Linked DNA regions of Sus scrofa: region 2 is linked to region 1. A link is a contact called in public Hi-C data. All regions are on one chromosome and are shown on one strand. Each heading gives the region's core, a stretch centred on a gene start, on an enhancer-like site or on the middle of the called end of the contact. The rest is flanking DNA. Distances are from core to core; before and after follow the strand shown.

Evidence for each region. Hi-C and Micro-C count contacts between places; a contact is called where the count stands out from the background.
Region 2: a contact with region 1 is called in a Hi-C map of skeletal muscle, with 4 times the contacts expected there. The contact joins the promoter of LOC110260836 here to the promoter of EP300 in region 1. A contact is called at or near these places in 2 of 5 promoter capture datasets (fetal liver and liver), 10 of 47 Hi-C or Micro-C datasets (alveolar macrophages, brain, embryonic fibroblasts and 6 more) and 2 of 2 datasets of contacts at active chromatin or transcription factors (alveolar macrophages and skeletal muscle).

The regions. Positions count from the first base shown.
Region 1 is chr5:7,393,053-7,396,770 of Sscrofa11.1, forward strand. It overlaps EP300 (histone acetyltransferase p300), which reads right to left and starts at 1,463. Exons shown (of 32, transcript XM_001929213.5): 1 at 90-1,463. The coding sequence starts at 183.
Region 2 is chr5:7,454,568-7,458,224 of Sscrofa11.1, forward strand. It overlaps LOC110260836, which reads right to left and starts at 2,051. Exons shown (of 4, transcript XM_021093101.1): 1 at 1,976-2,051; 2 at 1-786. The coding sequence starts at 2,051.

The DNA of each region.
Region 1 (3,718 bases), core at 213-2,712:
GAAGAGAGGAAGAAAACATGGACGAATAAAGGTGCAGCGAGCAGAAAAGATCAAGGAGGAGGTGGGAGGCCTGGGCTCCCAAGACTAACCTGTGCCATCGCTGGCGGACGCCGAGAGGGCCGGAGATGAGAGTTTAGGCCGCTTGGCTGAAGGCGGCCCCGGTTCCACCACATTCTCGGCCATTTTTAATTCTTTCGGAGATACAGGCGAGGAAAACGAGAATCCTCGGGAAATCTCTTCTTCAGCCCGGGGTCCCCGCCCGGATCCCTGGGGTGGGCTTGGGGGACTCCGCCGGCCCCCGAAGGGGGTGGGGGAAGTTCCTTTTTCTCTTCGCCGGATCGCGGTGGCTGAAGAGGGATGCGGACTCGATAGAAAAGGTAGGGGCGAGCGCGAGGGGCCGGGCCTGGGCCCAGGCCCGGAGGAGGGCACAGGCACACAAATGCGCCGAGCGCGTCCGCTGCGGCGAATTCCCGAGAACTCGCGACTCTAGAGGCGCAGTCCCCGGCCCGCCACGGCCGGCCCCTGCCCAGCCGAGGTCTCTCGGAGCTCCGCCGCCGCCATCAGCTTCTTCCTCCTCGGCGCTGTCCTCCTCCTTCTCATCGCCACAAGGAGGCGGGGGCGAAAAGGGGGGAGAGGAGGAGGCGACGAGAGACACTCACCTCCTCCCGGTGCCCCCTCCCGGACCTGAGCCCCCACCCTCCGAACCCTCCTCCTGCCGCCGCGCTCCGCGCCGCCGCCGCACCGGCCCCTAATGGCCGCAGAGAGCTCGCCCGAACCGAGAGCCAGGCTGGCGCCGCCGCCTCACATCGCGCGGCGGGCGGCGGAGGCGCGGCGAGGACGCCGGGCCCGGAGCTCGCCGACCCAGAGGGCCAAGGGGGCCGGGCCGAGCCGCGCCGCCCGCGCCGACACCAAGCCCACCGAGGAGGCCCCGCTCTGGCGGGCGGCGCAGGCGGCTTCCCCTCGCGCCGCGCTCTCCTCTTTCGCTCTTCCCTCCCGCGGAAAATAAATAAATACGGCCGCCGCTACGGCCCCCACCCCCGGCGACCAGGTGCCGGGAGCGCCCGCCCCCGGGGCTCCGCTCGGGGCCGCCCTCGGCGGCGGGCGAAGGCGCCGCGGGGCGCGGGGTTATGTAATGGTCCCCCCTAGGCGTCGACGCCGGCCCGGCTCCCGGGCCGCGGTGGGGGTGTGTGCGGGCGGGAGGGGCTGGGGGTCGCCTCAGCCCGTGCGCCCCGGGCCCCCTGCCACTGTCTCGGCCCCTGCCGCCTCTCTCCGGCCCGGCTCCCCTCCGTACTCTCGCTCTCGCAGTTCGCACTCAGCCCGGCGTCCCGCTTGCCCACTCTCGCCCGCTCCCTCTCGCCCTCTCTCCCCCCCAGCCTAGCACACAAACAAGATGGCGGCTGTTGTTTCTTCCCTCTGCCGAATCCTCCTTACAGGCTAGCGGTAGCAGCGGCGGCCGGAAATGAGCCAAAGGGGGGGGTGAAAAAAAGGGGAGGGGTTGGGCCTCCGGAGGGAGGTGGCAGGGGGCGGGGCCTCGGGCCTAGCGGCTCACACAATGGGGGAAGAGGATCCGGGGGCGGGGCCGGCTCCAATCACGGGATCCGCCCAAGGCCCCAACGCGGTTGGCGCTTCCGCAAACTCCCCCGGCGTCACCCGGTGGCTCCCTTTAAAGGGGAGGTTTGAGGGGGGGGGGGTCAGGGGCAGACTTGGGATCTATTTTCAGTCGGTGGACACTTACCAGGGAAGGTGCCTGGGCTGGGTCTCTGCGTAGGAGCCCGGTGGGAACCGGGGGTGACGGAGCCCAGCAGTTACGCCGGGAAGGCGCCAAGTCACCGCACAGGTGGCGGAATAGGAGCGCCGTGGGGATGGCCCTGCGCCCCGGGCCCTTAGCTGACTGGTCTTCCGAACCCCGTTGAATTTAGCAGGCAGAGGATACCCTGCCGCTCGATATTCCGGGCCAGAGACAGTGCGTTCTTCTCCATCTCTTAACCAAATGGAAAAGCTCATATCCAAAAACCACGCCGATTACGAGTTGTTGTTTCCTTTTCCCCCTAACTTTCCAGTTTTTTTTGCCAGTGAACATACATTATTTTGATAATCAGGAAACAAAAATCACAGCAGCGAGAAGATGTTTTAAGACCAGATCCAAATTATTTCTTGCTCACCACGTGGACACACGCCCCTACCAGGTAGCACTCTAACCAAAGGAGCCTTGAATTATTTTCTGAACACGTCCTGGACCTGAAGACATTTTAGGGTGTTTCTTTTAACCCACTCTCAAAAACCAGCTTGAAACAACAACAAACACGTTTAGGCAGTGCCTTAAAGATAATGTATGGGGAAAGAAGCAGAAACATACTGTGCTTAAGGTAATGTAAGGAGGGAAAAAAGCAGAAAAAGAAGTAATGATGGAGGAAAATGCTTGAATATAAATAAAATGTATGTGTGACAACTGTTGTGCAAAGGAGGGCCTCACCAGCATTCTTTCGCATTCCTACACGTTACAGGATTCCTCCGTGTTTGGCCTTGGGTAAATTGGTACTCGAAGTGGCAAGGTCTCCCTAAAGAAACTTCTATCAGTAGTATCAATGGAGATAGTTAAAAACTTTTAAAGCGTATTTCAAGTCTCATGCTCCTTAGTTGATGTTTGCCTATTGTCGAGTTTACTTTGTTTTTTGTTGTTGTTTATTGCCTCCCCCTCTCCCCAGAATTGAACTACTTGTTTATTGAATTTTAAATGAATAGGAGAATAACTTTTAAGAGCCTAGGAGTGAAAATCTTAACGAAGCAACTCAGGTTCCCACCAAGGATGAATGCTGTTGTGTGATTTCAGGCCTCATTCACCTCAACTGCAGTAGAAAAGCAGGCAGATTGAAAAGGACAGTTCGACTTACCTTAAAGTTGTTTGGATTCACCAGGTAGGGCTAAGGTCGGAATGGGTCAGAATGATTCAATTATTTTTAGCTGTTTTACCCACACTCTCAGTAAAGAGAACAGAGGAAAGAAATGTGGACAATACCTGCAAATTTCGCCTGTATATTCCTCAGGGGAGGTTGCTCATCTGACTTTTTGAAGAGTTTCTGACTTTTGGGCAAAGATTTGCCTAGTTTTGCAGAGACTAAACAGTGTTCAAACACCTAGCCAAATATACTGCGGGACTAGGTATAGGAAAGGCTCAAAGAAGATCTGAGGGACATCTCGTGAGAAAATTCTGCTAAGAAAGAGGAGTCAGGGGACCATGGACCTGCCCCAAAGGAAAGGCTCTACTGTACACAGGGGATTCTGATGTATGGCACTTCTTCCTGGGATTGATTCCTCTGGGTTTTACCCTGAGTCCAACCCTGAAGTCAGCCATGTTGGAAGTGGCTGGAGAAATGTTATCGCACAAAATGCAATCAAGGTGAAACTGCAGGTATGTTCAAAACCAGAGAATTGAATCTTCAGCTTGGCTTATAGCTAGCCTAATCAAATCTTTTTTATTTTATTTTATTTTTTTTTAGCTATGGGGATATTTTATTAGATGCCATTATCTAATCAAATAAATTTAATTGATTGTGGAATGCTACTTGTAGATGAAGAGTGGGTTCATGAAGAAAGAATTGTCTGCCAGTAGCCGTGTGGTGGGGGCAGGGAAGGGAGGCACATGAGACAGTAGAGGCATATGAGAAGTAAGAGCTGGGACACTGGGTTTAAATTCTGGCTCTGTCACCTAGCAGCTCTG
Region 2 (3,657 bases), core at 801-3,300, 62 kb after region 1:
GGCGTCCCCGACCCCACCGCGGCCACGTGACGCGCGGGAGCGGGGCCCGGATGGGGGCTGTGATCGCGGAACAGTGAAAGGGGCAGCGAAGGTTAGGGGTCGACGCCCGGGCAGAGCCCTGGGGTGTGGGTGGATGGGCCCAGGGGATCTCGAGTTGAGGCCAGAACAAAGATGCGACAGAGCAGAGCCCTAGGGCGCAGCGGCCCAGCCCGCGCCAGGGCCGGAGGGCGGGCGCGGCCCCTCCTGCGCCGGGGTGCAGGTGTTGGGGTGTGGCCGGAGCGAGCCGCCCCCAGCCGCCCGGGTTTCTCTCCTCCACGGAAGGGCCGGGGGCGCCGGAGCCGCCGGGTCCAAGGCCGCCGCCCCGCGCCGCTACGCCCGCAGTTGCCTTTGTGTCCGGGTCTGGGCGCACGAAACCGCCTAGGGTTCGCTTTCCCGTCCGAGTTCCCTTTTCCGACCCGCCCCCACCTCCCTCCGCCTGGGCCCTCGGAGGCCGGAGGAAAGACTCGATCGCTTGTTTAAAAGCAGACGCGGCCCCTTCCCGCTCAGCCTCCGGAAGTGGCGCGAGTCCCCGACCCCGGCCGGTCCCCACCCGGGGCAGGTGTGCCCGGGCCGCACAGCGAAGCAGCTGGACCGTGCGGTGAACGGCCAGGCCCGCGGCGCCGCACTGGAGGGAGGCAAGGGGCCACGGCGGCTGTGGCCAGGAAACCCTGAAAGGCAGGGGGAGGCCGGGCGCTGGACAGTGGAGTCGGGGCTTCCGACCGCAGGACTGACGAGCTCCGCCCCCACCTATTCAGGGCTCGGGGATCCCAGGCGCGGAGACCGAGTAGACGAGACGCTGCCCAAGGGGCAGGCAGCGCTTGCACACGGGATCTGTGTGACCTCAGCAAATCGCCTCTCTGGGCCTCGGCTTCCTGGTCTATATAATGGGAATGGCACTTGGGCACCGCACCTCAGTGCTCAGCAGACCGCCCCTCGGCCTCCTTGCTCTGGAGGGAAATGTGCGCAGAAATCTAGCAACGGTGCCGTAATACGCTTCCATGTGGGACAAACCCAGTTACACAGGTTTTCGCTCCTTCCTCCCATTAAATATTCTGAGGCTTCTGGCACAGGGCCTGTGCAGGGCGGAAGCTGCAGTGATGAAGGCAGCAGGCTGGGCCTGGAGAAGCCAATAAAAGAGCCTTTCCCTCTGGCAGGGAAGTGGGCCCCGGGAAGCTGCCGGAAGCCCGGCTGCCCTGGGCCCTTCTGTTTATCAGGGCCCAGGCTCTCCAGGTAGGGCCATCCCCTTGGAGTATTTGCTCCCTGGCCTGTTTTTAGAAAAGCTATGTGACTTCAACACTGTTGGTGCTTCTAAATGATGATGAGATACTTGGTGATACTCCAAGAAGCCAGACCCTGATCCTGCAGTTGGCTGAAAGATCCTTTTCTCTTGCCGCCAGTGTGAAGCGTTCCAAAGGGACCCCCTTTCCCCCACAACTTTCCTAAGTCCTGCACTAAGTCCAGTAGTGCCCGATGCCATTGTCCCTCCCTGGGTCAGTATCAGCACCGTGGCTTAGTTGGTCTTGTCCAGGGCTGGTCCCCAGGGTGAGTACTGAGTGACTGGAAGAGGTCTTCTTTTGTCCCTTCCAAGTGCTCCCCACAGAGGTGTAGCAAGTTAATAACCCCTCTTACCATTTACTGAGTATCTGTGCTGTGCCAGGGTCTATGCCAAGTGCTAAGTTCATGCTCTTACATAAGAGGGACAGAGACAGAGCACCCTTTCCCTCTGACTGCCAGTTCTCCCTTTGTAACCCACTCCTACCTGCATCTTATGGGAAAAGCAAGTTCAATTCTCAAAACCCCAGGGAGCGGGCCCTTTGCCCTCTGAATAAATCCACACCCCTTTGGTCAGCTTACAAGGCTCTAGGCCATATTTTTAGCCTGTTCCTCAGCCCCCCGCTGCAGGTTTTAAAATGCAGCAAAACGGAACAGTTCTCACTTCCTTGCCTTGCCTCAGCTGGGCCTTCCACCTGGGGTCCCACTGTCCACACCTGCCTCTCCAGGCAGGGCCACATGGTCCCACTGCTGCCAGACTGATGTTGTCTGTTTGTTCTTCTGCTTCCTCTGTAAGGACTGTGAGCTCCTAGAGAGCAGGGCTGTCATTAGGCACTGGCTCCCTAACATCCAGCGAGAGTCCAGCGAAGGAGAGAATGAGTGAGTGAAGGAGCTGCAAATGGACTAGCTTGTCCCTGTGGGCTCCAGTGAGTTTCCAAGACACACCTCGAGCAAATAACCTGACATGGTTACACTCTCACCCAATACAGCTGAGGAGGCGAAGGGCAGGTCTAGGGTGGGAGCTGAGCCAGCTCCTGAATCCAGGGAGCCCCGGGCCTTGCCATGTGGCTGAAGCCCCCCCTTCATCTCAGGCCACGCTTTGATTGTCCCAGAAAACTGTCCTGCACCTCACGGTGGCTTCCCTGTGTGAGGACGCCTCTGCGCCTCCGGTCAGACTTCTCTGCAGAGGATGGAAGGGATGGGATTTAATATTAGCTGATATTTACCACCTTCCAGGGATGCGCAAAAGGCTTTCTGGGTATAATCTCATTTCATCCCCACCTTCCCATGTTACAGTTGGGGAAAATGAAGCTCAGAGAAGATCAGTACCTTGTGAGGACACAAAGCGTCAGAAAGAGTCAGAGTTTGGATTGGATGGTAGCTTGTCCTCCTCCACTATGATTTGAATTTAGGATAAACAAGTGGGCCTTTCTCGGCTCACTGGCTTGCTGGTGCCATGGGCCTCTTGGTGATAAGCTGGCCTTCCTTCCCTCTCAGTGCGGTTGAGAAGCAGAATTTGAGGAAATCTGCAAAAGCGACCCTGTTACCATGGCAACAGTTCTGTCACCGCAACTGCGATTTTACAGGCAGAATATCAGCCATACCAGCACAGGCATTGCCGGAGAAGTTCAGGCAGCACCAAAGTGGCCGCACCTGCTGGGGTTCCAGGGCGGTGAGTGGGGCCAGCCACAGAGGTGGGCCCCAGGGGTGAGGGGCCCTATTACTGTCAGACTGTGGCAACTTCCAAAATACAAAATGTGCAGAAGAGTGCCCTTCATGAACAACTGCTTTTCTACTCAAAAATCTTCAGTGGCTGCAAATAGTCTGCCATGCTGGAGATTTACCCCTTTAGCATGTATAGGATGTGAACTGGCCGTAAGGTGTTTTCTCACCATTAAAAACAAACATCTAGATTCTACCTCTGCAAATCCTTCCCCGTCTGGGCTTGTTTCTCTCGCCCACCTACCACCCATCCTCCACTACTGACCTCCGAGGACCCAGCACAGACCTAGTTTTTTGTTTTGGGTGTCTTTGGTTTATTTTGTTTTGTTTTGCTGCCTCCTCAGCATATGGAAGTTCCTGGGCCAGAGATCGAATCGAGCCACAGCTGTGACCTGTACCACAGCTGTGGCAACCCGGATCCTCAGCCCCCTGTGCCACAGTGGGAACTCCCAGACCTACTTTATTTTTTTGCTTTTTAGGGCCATACCTACAGCAAATGGAAGTTCCCAGGCTAGGAGTTGAACAGGAGCTGCAGCTGCCAGCCTACACCACAGCCACAGCAACTCGGGATCCCAGCCACATCTGTGACCTACACTGCAGCTCTCTGCAACGCCAGATCCTTAA